2 separate regions of the Mus musculus genome follow, and region 2 is linked to region 1. The links are chromatin contacts, called in public Hi-C maps. All regions are on one chromosome and are shown on one strand. Each heading gives the region's core, a stretch centred on a gene start, on an enhancer-like site or on the middle of the called end of the contact. The rest is flanking DNA. Distances are from core to core; before and after follow the strand shown. Region 1 has its middle 19 kb from the start of Gm25702. Region 2 has its middle 110 kb from the start of Gm25702.

Region 1 (6,363 bases), core at 1,346-3,845:
ACCATCTCATAGAATAAACTGAAAACCAAATGTTGATGAATAAACAGAAATATATAAAAACTACACATTGGGGCTGGAGAGATGGCTCAGCGGTTAAGAGCACTGACTGCTCTTCCGAAGGTCCTGAGTTCAAATCCCAGCAACCACATGGTGGCTCACAACCATCTGTAACAAGATCTGGTGCCCTCTTCTGGAGTGTCTGAAGACAGCTACAGTGTACTTTCATTAAATAAATAAATAAATAAATAAATAAATAAATAAATCTTTAAAAAAAAAACCTACGTATTGCATACAGTGTGGCACATTTAGTGAAATAATATATGGTAGATGAAAGATGGGTATTTCTTTTGTTCTCCTAAATTTATAATAGGAGTATTTTGTTGTGTTATTAAAATTGTTTCTTAACTGTTTTAAAATTTTCATAAAAATTTGTTGAATAAATATTAGCCATTTAAAAATTGTTTGGAATACTTTATTTACAACATTTAGTATTATAAACTGCTAACTAGAGGGCATTTTGATGTAAATAGTTTTTTCTATAGCTTATGTATGAGCTATATAAACATTAAATTTGGGCCAAAGGTCACTTGTATTTTAAAACTCAGCCCTCAACCCTTAGGTAATTTTTTTTTCATCTTATAGCCAGCCTTGAAAACCATAGCTATATCTTTTATGATCTTGACCATTGCACAGCTTCAGAGGGACCACATAAGGCCACACAGTTCCACATGAGATTTATTGTCAAGATGACAGTGTAAAGAGAAGGGGGAAAGAGGGATGGAGGAAGGGAGGGAGAAGGGGAAGGGGAAGGGGAGGGAGAGGGAGAGAGGGAGAGGGGGAGGGGGAAGGAGAGGGAGAGAAGGAGAGGGAGAGGGATAGAGATAGAGATCAGGGGGCCTTTCTTTATATGTGGATGATGACATAATCACAGGTAAATCTGGGAGGTGAGCCAAATGGATTCTGGGAATAGGATGGCTGTTGCCTTGGCAACAGGTGTACTGGTCCCACCTACGTGATATCTCGGGTTTCTGAGATCCTGATACCAACAATATCACAGGCTGTGAGACTATTACACTATGAAAACATATGCAGAGCATTTATGGTAGCTCTTAAGACATAGCGCCCAGGAAATGCCATTTTATGAATTCTATGCTCTGAAAAGTAGTGTGGCTTTTACACTGCTTTTAAACTAATCTAACTGGACAAAGCAATGTTACTTTAATTTTAACTTGTATCCCTCTGACAAAAGGGAGAGTGTACTTTTCATTGTCTTTTATTTTTTATTTTCATTGTTTTATTTACATACCAAATGTTGCCCCCCTTCCCACATCCCCCTCCAAGAGTTCTTCACCCCAGCACCCCTCCCCTTTGCCTCTGAGAGGGTGTTGCCTACTTCACCCCTCACCTGGCTTCCCTCATCCCCTTTCCTTGGAACATCAATTCTCTACATGGTTAGTTACATCCTCTCCCACTGAGGCCAGACAAGGCAGTCCTCTGCTATATATGTACTATGGATCGTAGACCAGCCTATGTACGCTCTTTGATTGGTGGCTTAGTCTCTGGATGTTTGGGTGAGAACTTATACAAACATTTCATGGATTTGAAATTTATATTTATTTAGCTACCAAGGCTTTATGGGTTTACTTGATTGACTCTAAGCTGCTTTTTAATATATGAACCCATGGAGATGTTGTTAGTTGTGATAACTTAACCCCCCCCCCACCCACACACAGAATATAGTTTAGACTTAGAAAGTCTAAGATAATTTAAAACTTACAGGAGATCACAACTAGAAGGAAACAACATTAATGCACTAAGTTTTGATTTCCAGAGGCTAGCTGAAGTTTCAAAGCACTGAGGACCTCACTGTGGTCAGTCAGTTTCTTCCCTGGGTCATGTTTCACTCTTGCTTCTGCTACTTCATTAATCAGCCTTGCTATTCTACCTCAGAAGGGGAATAAAGGGACTTTTCTTATCACATTGTGGTTTGAACACACAAGGTTTACCTAGATGTTTCTCTTTTACATAGGTTCCCAGGGATAAGTCTGCGGAAGTCTATTCTAATAAGGCAGTTGAGATGGTCCCTTGTCACATGTGAAAACTCATGTCCACCAAGTCTTACATTCCCTCCCTGCTGTCTCCAGGACAGAGATCTGCAATGCTACCATCAATGATAGGAGAAGAACGGCGCTGAGACTGAAAGCCTAGAATAAAGTCGGGCTCAAGTTTAAAGACTGTACTTTGGAGTTAGAATGGCTGGGATTCAAGTCCTGGTCTGTCTTGCTCTAAGCTCTTTGTCCTCCAGGGCTGCAGGCAGGCACAAGTCCGGCTCACTATCTTTACTTTCCATTTTACAAGGATGTTGTGAGGAATCTGTAGCTTTAGATAAACCTACCATTTATCTATAAACAAAGAAACAGACATTCTACAGAAAATCCAGAGCAATTTCTGTGCACCAGGCACAGAGTCACACATGAGAAGAGAGGCTGATCTTTCTCTGTTGAAAAGCTGGTTGAAGGGGTAGGAGACCAGTGATGTAATTGTGCTGCTTACTCCTTGTGATGGGGGAAGAACAATGAACTGTGACAATGGATGGGAAATGGGAAGTCAGTGGGGCCTGACCTTTCAAGAATAGGACCCAGGGAGGAAATTGAGTATCCTCTGTGCTGCTGAGTCGCTAAATCTTTTAATAGAGCCATATTCTAGGAAAGAGCATTAGAGTGGGGAAGTTCAACTGGGACCCTGAAGCATTTCAGCAGTAGGTTTGGAAAGCAGTGATTCTTTGCTTTTGTGGCAGATTGTGACAGCACAGGCTGCACGATCTATCTCTTCTCCTTGGAAGGCTTTTCCTCTTTCTCTTGCCATCGCCATATAGTCACGTGTAACATTAAGAATTTACTACACACTGGACACAGGAAGGTAGCACTCTAAATTGATTCATTCACTGAAGATACACTTACTCTGTACTGACTGCATCCCAGGCATTGTTCAGTTGAGGATGCAGCAGAGAGAACAAAGAGAGAAATAGAAGGGAGAGAGATGATAGATAGATATGTGGATGATTGATGAGTATTTCTATTATCGTTGTGTGTATTGCTCAGAAACTCAAACTGTCACATGTATAAATAAGTAAATAAGATAAAACATTACACTTATTAATGCTTTCTTTTATATTAAGACAAAGATCAACGATGTGTTACATGATCACAGAGGACACCATTGCATTTATGCATTACAATTCATTTAACCACTGCCTTACTGTTGGAGAGGGAAAAGAAAATTTTCTTTTGTTTGTTTCTTGTCACCATAGACCATGCTGTATTCAATATGCCTATATTTCTTTGCACACACTGGGGTCTTTATTGTCACATGACATGCCATCATTTGTATTCCACAAGTCCTGGCCCTGAAAAGGAGTTATATTTATTTCCCATTGAAGGCTTAAATGGCTTCTTTGCATTTTGAACTATCTCTGTATACTCCCAGATGTAACAACTACTTTTAAAAAACGTAATTTATTTAAGACAACACTTCATTTACATATCTGTTTGACATGCTTAGAGTTCTAAGGGGCAAAGTGCTTTCCCCTGCCCTAGAGCCTGTTTATTCAATATCACTGACTTCATTGCTACCATCAGCAGTATCAGAATGTAAATCTATCTGACAATTCTTGTGGAGTTTTTGCTACTATATTGTAGATAACTGCATCTTATACTATGTCTGGTTGCTCTTGGGATGTAGGAAAATCTTCAATCTCACTGGAGCCTCTTATTTTGACAGTAGAACACTTTAGTGGATATTTTGAAGGTTTCTGGTTATACGAACATAGTTGTGATCTAGGCCAATAGTGCTAATCTTGCCCCTTTTCCTTTGAGCTTTGCATTTTGTTCTTCTGCCAATGATGTCCTTATCAGAGATAAGCAGTTGGGCAGAGTAGCACCGAATTAGTGTAACTGTGGGAAGGTTGTGAAGTCCAGCTTGAGTCCATTTGGAACTTGGAATGGGGTGGGGGGAGATAGCATTTCTCCTAAGGCTTTAAGAATTTGGAGATAAATAGTCCAACAATTTGGAAAGTCTGCATGTCTAAAAAAGTGTTCCACATGCAAAACAACTTTGGCAAGAGATGAGACACCTTTACTTGGTGTTCCCCTCTCTGTTATGGCTTTGTATAATTTTGTCATTAGGCTTCCACATGGTCCTGCAGCCATTTTTTTCCCCATCCATCAGTGTTTTAACCATCATCTGCTCAACTGGCCACTGACCTCCCTGAGGGTAGGAACTGTTTTCTTACTCTCTATGTCTGGAGTTGCTAGAAGAATGCCTGGAAAACCACTGGCCCTTAACAAATGCCTGCTAAACAAGCTACTAGATTTCCAAGTGTACAAATGGATGCATGCATATCTATTCATTTTTGTTGCATGTTGAACAAATGACCAGGTAGTCATGCCTCCAGCTTCACACAGAAGCACTAAATGAGGCTAAAGCCCAACTTCTCCTTCCCTGGGTTCAGAATTGAGGCAAATGCGGGTAGAATGAGCTGGCTCAGTTCCTCTGTTTCTTTGTGGGATTGATGATATGGTAGAAACATGATTGAGCAAGAATACTTCCTTCACATAATTCTCAGGAACTGTGGGTCTAGAGGTCGAGTCAAATATGGACGATTTCTTAATTATCTTACTTGTAGATCTTACTTGCTAATACCTGTGAATATCTGTTGGTTTTTAGCAGGAATAGATCATCAGCATGGAAACAGTAGGTCTGAAAAGACATTCTCTCTTGCTGTTTGTGAAGATTACTGGATAATGATTTTGCCAGTACCTATATTTTTGATCTCTCTCTCTCTCTCATATATCTGTCTCCATCTCTCTCTCTTTCTCTCTCTCCTTATCTTTCTATCTCTCTATCATCTATCTAGTTATTTTTATCAGTCAACCTATCATTTATCTACTTATCTTCATCTATCATCTATCTATCTATCTATCTATCTATCTATCTATCTATCTATCTATCTATCTATCTATCATCCACCTGTCTGTCTCTATCACATGCATATGAAGAGAGAAAGAAAAGAGAGAGGTAAGAGGAAAAGGAAGGAGAAAGGAGGTACAGACATAGAAAAATAGTACTTAAATTGGATCCTTATGAATCTCATCAGGTAGTAACTTTATTTCATTATCATTTTTTTTCCTATGAGAGAGATCAATACATTGAGTCTCTTCAATGCCTTGTATATTCAACTTTTTTTGTTTTGTTTTTGTTTTTTGAGACAGGGTTTCTCTGTATAGCCCTGGGTGTCCTGGAACTCACTTTGTAGACCAGACTAGCCTCGAACTCAGAAATCCACCTGCCTCTGCCTTCTGAGTGCTGGGATTAAAAGCATGCACCACCATGGCCGGCAAAAGTTACTATTCTGCATATTTTCATTCATTCTTCTGGCCCTCTGGGTTTCTTTCCTGTCTCCACCCATACCTGATCCTGCCTCCCTTTTCTCCTCCTCCTCCTCCTCCTCCTCCTTCCTCTTCTTTCGAGACACAGTTTCTCTGTGTAGCCCTGGCTGTCCTAGAACTCACTCTGTAGACCAAGATGGCCTCGAACTCAGAAATCTGCCTGCTTCTGCCTCCCAAGTGCAGGGATTAAAGGCGTGCACCACCACTGCCTTCAACTTTCAGTATAGGCTTGGAGAATATAGTCTCTCTTGCTGTTAAATGTGACTGTCATTGCACACTGGTCTGTTTTGAAAGGTATTGGTGTCATACCTGGGCTTACTGCAAAAATCATTCCGTTATGTATGTTGAGGAAGGTGTGGCTTATGTGCCATATGTCTGTCTGCCCTTTGTGCCCTAGCATTTGAGGAAAGGAAGTATTTCCCAATTCAACCCTACCCTTTCTTAATCTTCTGTCTTACCCTGCTTCACATGATGCCACTTTTTTTTTTTTTTTTTTTTTGAGAAACCATGTGGCTTGTACTGTCTGACCCACCCAGCCCCAGCTTCTTAGGGGATTTTCAGCAAGCTGGTAAAATACGAATAATTTTTCTCTTTCTTTTTTTCTTTTTCTTTTCCTTTTTCTCTTTCTTTTTCTCTTTTTCTCTCTTCTTTCTTTCTTTTTTTCTTTTTCTCTTTTCTCTCTCTCCCCTTCTTCTTCTTCTTCTTCTTCTTCTTCTTCTTCTTCTTCTTCTTCTTCTTCTTCTTCTTCTTCTTCTTCTTCTTCTTCTTCTTCTTCTTCTCTCTCTCCATTTTATTTTATTTTATTTTATTTTATTTTATTTTATTTTATTTTATTTTATTGAGACAGAGTCTTACTATGTAGTTTCAGGCTGCCTTGAAACTCACTAGATTAACTAAGCTGGGTTTAAACTCACCC
Region 2 (6,480 bases), core at 1,274-3,773, 95 kb before region 1:
ATGTCTGGCTTTTTAAACCATAGGTCCTGGGTATCAAGCTCAGGTCTTCGTTCTTGCAATGCAAGCATTTTACCAACTGAGTCATTTACCTAGCCTTTCACATACCTTGGCATTGTAACATTTACTGTGTTTCCTTACAAAGTGGTTACTTAGCCAAATATTAACATCTGAGTTCTAAGACATTAGAACTGGCTATCATATGTAATGCCTGATGCTGCACAAGGGTTTCATAGGTCACACTGAGGTGTCTACTGATCCATATCAACGTAGAAGCTTGCTTTTGTTTGTTTGAAAGTCTTCCTGGTGAATATTTATTTGAATAGATAGTGAGATATATCATCCACCATATTGAGATAATATATAGTAAATTTTTATAACTTTTGGTACTACCCCCAAAGCATACCCAGACCAATGGCGAATAGTGTTGATCTTTGTAGAAAGCCAGCTGATATATTTGCATAAATGGACAGCAAGCAGATTCTCTCTCCCTGAGATTCTCTTTAAGAGAGAGATTATTGTAGTGAAGCTTGGCAGAACTGCCGATGGTCTAGTTGAAGGAAAAGGCCAGAAGACATGAATTCAACTTGTCCTTACGCATGGAAAGATCTAGGCAGTTGTTAGTTGCTTCACAGTGAGTGCAATGTCAGGATCTCTTCCAGACTTAGCCCCTACATAATAGTGTTGTATCAGGGGCAGAGCAGAAGGAAAGCTGAATTCCAGTCCAGCCTGGCATCTTTGGCTTATTTTGTAGCATTATTCCCTGTTGAAAAATAGTTAGCTAGTTGTAGTAGTATGTGGCTGTAATTCTAGCACTGGGAGGCAGAAGTGTGTGTGTGGGGAATTACTGCAAGCTTGAGGGCAGTCTGGATGATATATTGAGTTCTAGACCAGCTAGGCATATGGAGTGAAACCCTGCTTCTAAACTAAAAAGTAAATAAGCAAATAACTATGAAAATGTCATGTTCTGAGTAAGGAGTGTGACAGATGAAAGAGGGCTGTAGGGTGCTCAGCATTCCAACGCAATAGCCTCTGGATAGGATCATGTGTCCATAATTTGCTCCTCTGATGGCTTTCATGTAAGTTTGGAAAAAAAAAGTGAATCTTTTGGACAATGGATATTTTACTGTAATTTAGTGGAAGACAAACTGTCAGGACAACTTGATTCTAATTTGATATGTAGAGGTCACAATCCATAATTGTGCCTGAAGTTGGCAGAACTCTGTGAATGTGTGTGTGTTTATGTTGAATGTTATGTGTATCTGTGTGTGTATGTGTGAATGTGCATGTAGAGGCCGGAGGACGACATAGAGACTCTTATCTATAGTTCTCACTGTATTTTGTGAGACAGGTTTTTTTACAGAAGACCATGAAGCTTGCTAGTCTGCCTGGGCTGACTGGCCTCTGAGCTTCTGGGACTTAACTATCTCTGCTCCTCCACACACTGAGATTGCAGGCAGATGTGGCCACGTATAATAGCTTTTTATCTAGGTTTGTGGATTTGAATTCAGGTACGCATGCTTCCATAACATATGCTTTTATCTACTTCTTACCTAGTAAACCATCTTCCCTGCTCTGGAAGGACTTTTTGTGTCAGCTTCAGATGGAAGAAACAAATAGAATTGTTAACTATATATATTATTCCACCTCTCAAGGAGAACATAGACTTTGTAGTCAGAATGAATAGCTTTAGATGTGACCCCCAACATTGAAACAGGGGTGATGGTTAAGCGGTCAGAAATTTTTCCTATTTTTGCCACATGCAATTGCTTATGCCTTTTCCAGAGGACAGTGTGTGTGCATGTGTATGTACATGAGTGTGGGTTAAGAGGACAGTGTGTGTGTGTGTGTGTGTGTGTGTGTGTGTGTGTGTGTGTATGTGCATGAGTGTGTGTTAATCTAACTATTTTGCTTGTTCTCTGGGTCCGTCTTCTACTGTTAACTCTATCTCCTTGGGTACTGGAAGTCACTTAGACCATGCCAGTTTTTCAAATCTTGCTCTAGATTGCAACTGAGCAGTAAGGATAATAGACGGCTATTTGCAGTCAGCATATGCAGCCATCTAGTCTCCATTCAGAACTGGGCATGAGAACATTGTCAGTCACAGGGCTTCTATGCTGTACCATTTCCTCTCTTCCGCAGAAACTGTCCTTTATGGTCAAATAGGGACAGAAGTAGGGATTAAAATAGGACCAACATTCAAAAGGAAACCATGCAGAAGTTGAAGAGAAAGCATTCTCAGAAGGAAGTGGAAATACGGGAAGATCCGTCTAGATTGCTCAGCACCATGGCTTTAGCTACTTCATTCATATGCTTTAAGTTTTTAGTTATTTAGCATAAGAAAGGTTTGTGGGAATTCACAAAATGCAATTAATTAACTAATTAATTTAATTTAGTGAAATTGAACTTAATGTATAAACAGTTCTTCAGCACATGCCCTATGGCCCATGGGGTCCATTTCACTCCTCATAGGATTTAAAGTTCCAGAGCAGGGACAGCAGCTCATCTTGTTGACTGTTATGTCTCAGTCAGTTAATTGACTCATTTGCTCATTTGAAAACACATTTGTTTCCATTCTTTGGCAGCACTGTCTTACACACAGTGAAAGAGACAAAAATTACTGGGCTTTTACACAATGTTTGTCTAAATATGGGCAGTAGATTACATATATATATATATTTTGCTTGTTCTCTGGGCCCGCCTTCTACTGTTATATATATATATATATATATATATATTCCTCATCCCTTATCAAGGAAAACATACATATAAATAAAGAGACTGGAGGCCCCAAGGATATCTTACATATTTCGGTAAATCTGGTTTTTTTAAAAAATTTTTAAATACTTTAAAAGTTTTTTTGAGATTAGAATATGATTACATCATTTCTCTCTTCCCTTTTCTCTCCCATATACCCCTCCTAGCTCTCTTTCAAATTCATGATCTCATTTTCATTAGTTGTTATTACATAATATATACATATGTATGTTTTATATATACAAATTTATTTCTAAATATAAAAAATATAACCTCAGCATGCATAATGTCATTTTTTAAAAATTTTATTTAACCATTTTTTTTACAGTTCAGATTTTATCTCCATCCTGGTCCATCCTCTGGCTGTTCCACATCCCATATCTCCTCCCCCATCCCTCCCTCATTGCCACAAGGATGTTCCCACTCACCCCACCCCCACTTCTTGGGGTCTCCAGTCTCTTTATTTATATGTATGTTTTCCTTGATGAGGGAAGAGGATTATACTTATCTGTGGGTAGTATCTAAATATTATCTAATATTTAGAATGTAATTCGGTGTAAGCATGGAACGTTACAGATGTCTTGGGAATGCTATACTTTTAGATTAATGGAAAGGTTGTATAAGGTCACCAATAGCATTGGTAATTGCTATTCACTGTAAAGTATATGGGAAAAAGAATCTACAGTCCAAATAATTATGGAAAAATGTTCAAGGCACAGGGGACAAAGGACACACAACCTTGAAAGGGCCTATACAATTTTGGTAATATGTAGAATCCCTTGTAGCAGAAAGCAGGAAATGATGGTCCAGCATCTGGCAATTAACAGAACAAATATGGTATTCTGTTCATGGTGTACAAATACATTGTTTTAAATTATTTTATTTTTGCATGGCTTATGTGCATGTGTGCATTTATGCACATATGTACATGCAGAGCCCATGACTGTGGGTGCCACATGTTGACATGTGAGTCTTCTGTCACACTCTACCTTGTATTTTGAGAAGGATCTTTCACTGACCTGGACCTCACTCATTTGGCCAGTGAGCTCCAGGAATCCTCCTGCCTCTGCCTCCTCGGGATGTGATTGCAGCTTATGCCTCTGTGCTTGGCCTCTCATATAATTTTATTTTTCTACTTTTAGTATTTGGGGTCTGAGTTCATAATTTCCTCGCTTTGGTAAAAGAATTCCTTTCATTAAGGCAAGATTGCTAAGTTAACATGTACTCTTTCAGTTCTTATCTTTGTTGAGGGTGGGGGCAGCAGGGAGATGCTGGCTGGCCTGAGACAGGCTTCTGCAGTCCAATACAGCTTGACTTCACATGCTTCTTACATCATTATCACTTTGAAAATAGTTTTAATTTTTACCATGTTTCTTCCTCTCCCCCAACTCTTTTCAAGTTCTTACTAACTCAACTTCATGTTTTCTCTCTCTCATTCTCTCTCTCTCTCTCTCTCTCTCTCTCTCTCTCTCTCTCTCTCTCTCTCTCTCTCATTTTCTCTCTCATTTTCTCTCTCTCATTCCCACTCATTCTCTCTCATTCTTTCTCTCATTATCTCTCTCATTCTCTCTCTCTCATTCTCTGTCCTCTCTCTTTTCAGAAAAATTTCAAAACAAAACAAAAACAAAACTGTAATCAATACATCCAGAAACAAATAAGACAAAGATGAAAACAAAACAGAATTAAATAGAAAGCCGACAAACAACAAACAAAGAAACAAACAAATGAGTTTATTTTGTGTTGGCTATCTCCTCCCAGGTCTAGAGCTTGCCTTGTAGTGTGATTGCTATACCCAGTGACACTCTATTTGAGAAAACTTATTTTCTTTACAGTGAATATCAATTGCCAATGCTATATTGGTGGCCTTCTACAATCTGACGATGAGACCCTATTGATAAAGATACCACACAGGTATGTCAGAGTATATGGAGCTTCCTGTTAAGGTGGGACTCCTTATCTTCTCTCTCTCAGTGTTCAAACCACATCCGGCATGAACCCATGCAAGTCGTGTGTACGCTTTCACAGTCTCTGTGTGTTCATATGTACATTAATTATGTTGTGTCTGGAAGACATTGTTTCATTGGAGTCATCTACCACCTCTGGATCTTACAATATTTTTGCCTCTTGGGCCTTGAAGGGTAAGGGTTTAATGAAGACATCTTCTTTAAGACTGAGCGCTCCCAACTCTCTCACTTTCTACACACTCTCTAGCTGTAGATCTCTTGGTTAATTCTTATCTGCTGTAAGCAGAAGCTTCTCTGATAAGGGCTGAGCTAGGCACTTATCTATGAAGATAATAGTGTGTCATTTTATTGCTATATTCCTTTAGCAGAATAGTAGTATTATATTTTCCCCTAGGCCCATGACATATCTAGTCTTAAATTCTTGGTCACTTTATCAGTGTCAGGAGTCTCATGAAATGGGCCTTAAATCCAATCAAAAAGTGATTGGTTACTCCCATAATCTGTGCCCCAATTAAACCAATATCTTGCAGGTCGATCAATGTTGTAGGTCACAGGGTTTGTATCTGGGGGACGCCAATGACTACTGTTCTTGTCTGGCAGTATATTGAGTATCTCCTGGTATCATGAAACCTAGTCACTGGGGTGAAGTTTCAAGTTGAAAACCAGCTTGATGAATTTGCCTCATCACATTTTAATGGTAAAACATCTGTAATCTACTCTTAGTTAGTTTGAGCTATGCAGTAAAGTATTACTAAATAGAGTACCCTGCTGTATGAAAAATTGTCAAACCTATTCTTCCTGTCTAGCTAGAAGTGTGCCCTTCGATAAAAAATTCACATTCTCTTTGTCCCCTTTCCCCACAGCATCCAGTACAGTTTCACTCCTTATTTATAAGAGTTCAACATTTCGATTCCAATCTAAATAGCATCATGTGGTATTTGTCTATGCCTGGTTTACTGCAGTTAGCATATCTGTTTTTCCATCAATGAACATAATGGATACTTATGCCAATTCCATATCTTGGTTAATTCAAATGATGCTGTAATAACCACAGGAGTGGAAAGATCCTTTGAAAATACTGATTTTAGTTCCATCAGTAGTTGCAGTTTTAGTTAAAAATTAAAACAACTCTATGCTGTTCTCCATAATATTCGGGATCACCTTCTTATCAACAGTATATACTAGTTTGATTTTCTCTGTATCCTCTTAATTGCTTATCTCTTACCTGTTTAGTAAAAACCAATCTTTCAGACATGAGGTGGCATCTTTCAGCTTCAATTTCCATAATGATGGTGATGTTGAATATTTTTTTACTTGCATTTTTTATATTCTGTTTTCTATTCTTATTCTGTTCCATTCTTTTTTATTATTAGTAGTAGATATTTTCTTTATATACATTTCAAATGCTATCCCGGAAAGTTCCCTATACCCTCCCCACACCCTGCTCCCCTACCCACTCACTCTCACTTCTTCGCCCTGGCATTCCCTTGTACTGGGGCATATAAAGTTTGCACGACCAATGGGCCTCTCTTTCCACTGATGACCGACTAGGCCATCTTCTGCTACATATGCAGCTAGAGACACAAGCTCCGGGGGTACTGGTTAGTTCATATTGTTTTTCCATCTATAGGGTTGCAGATCCCTTCAGCTCCTTGGGTACTTTCTCTAGCTCCTACATTGGGGGCTCTGTGTTCCATCCTATAGATGACTGTGAACATCCACTTCTGTATTTGCCAGGCACTGGCATAGCCTCATATGAGAC

Evidence for each region. Hi-C and Micro-C count contacts between places; a contact is called where the count stands out from the background.
Region 2: a Hi-C map of bone marrow-derived macrophages shows a contact between it and region 1, with 4 times the contacts expected there. The contact joins two enhancer-like sites. A contact is called at or near these places in 3 of 15 datasets of contacts at CTCF or cohesin (CD8 T cells, large pre-B cells and pro-B cells), 16 of 484 Hi-C or Micro-C datasets (CD4 T cells, ECoMG-derived neutrophils, the G1E-ER4 cell line and 10 more) and 2 of 115 datasets of contacts at active chromatin or transcription factors (bone marrow-derived macrophages and microglia).

The regions. Positions count from the first base shown.
Region 1 is chr15:63,496,878-63,503,240 of GRCm38.p6, reverse strand. No RefSeq gene overlaps it. Among named protein-coding and RNA genes, the nearest start is that of Gm25702, 19 kb to the right of the region's middle. Within about 2 kb of position 2,595, at least 12 of the 459 cell types and tissues checked have an H3K27ac peak or open chromatin away from gene starts, as enhancers often do. A contact at or near this core is called in bone marrow-derived macrophages and microglia, where this site is marked.
Region 2 is chr15:63,591,509-63,597,988 of GRCm38.p6, reverse strand. No RefSeq gene overlaps it. Among named protein-coding and RNA genes, the nearest start is that of Gm25702, 110 kb to the right of the region's middle. Within about 2 kb of position 2,523, at least 10 of the 459 cell types and tissues checked have an H3K27ac peak or open chromatin away from gene starts, as enhancers often do. A contact at or near this core is called in bone marrow-derived macrophages and microglia, where this site is marked.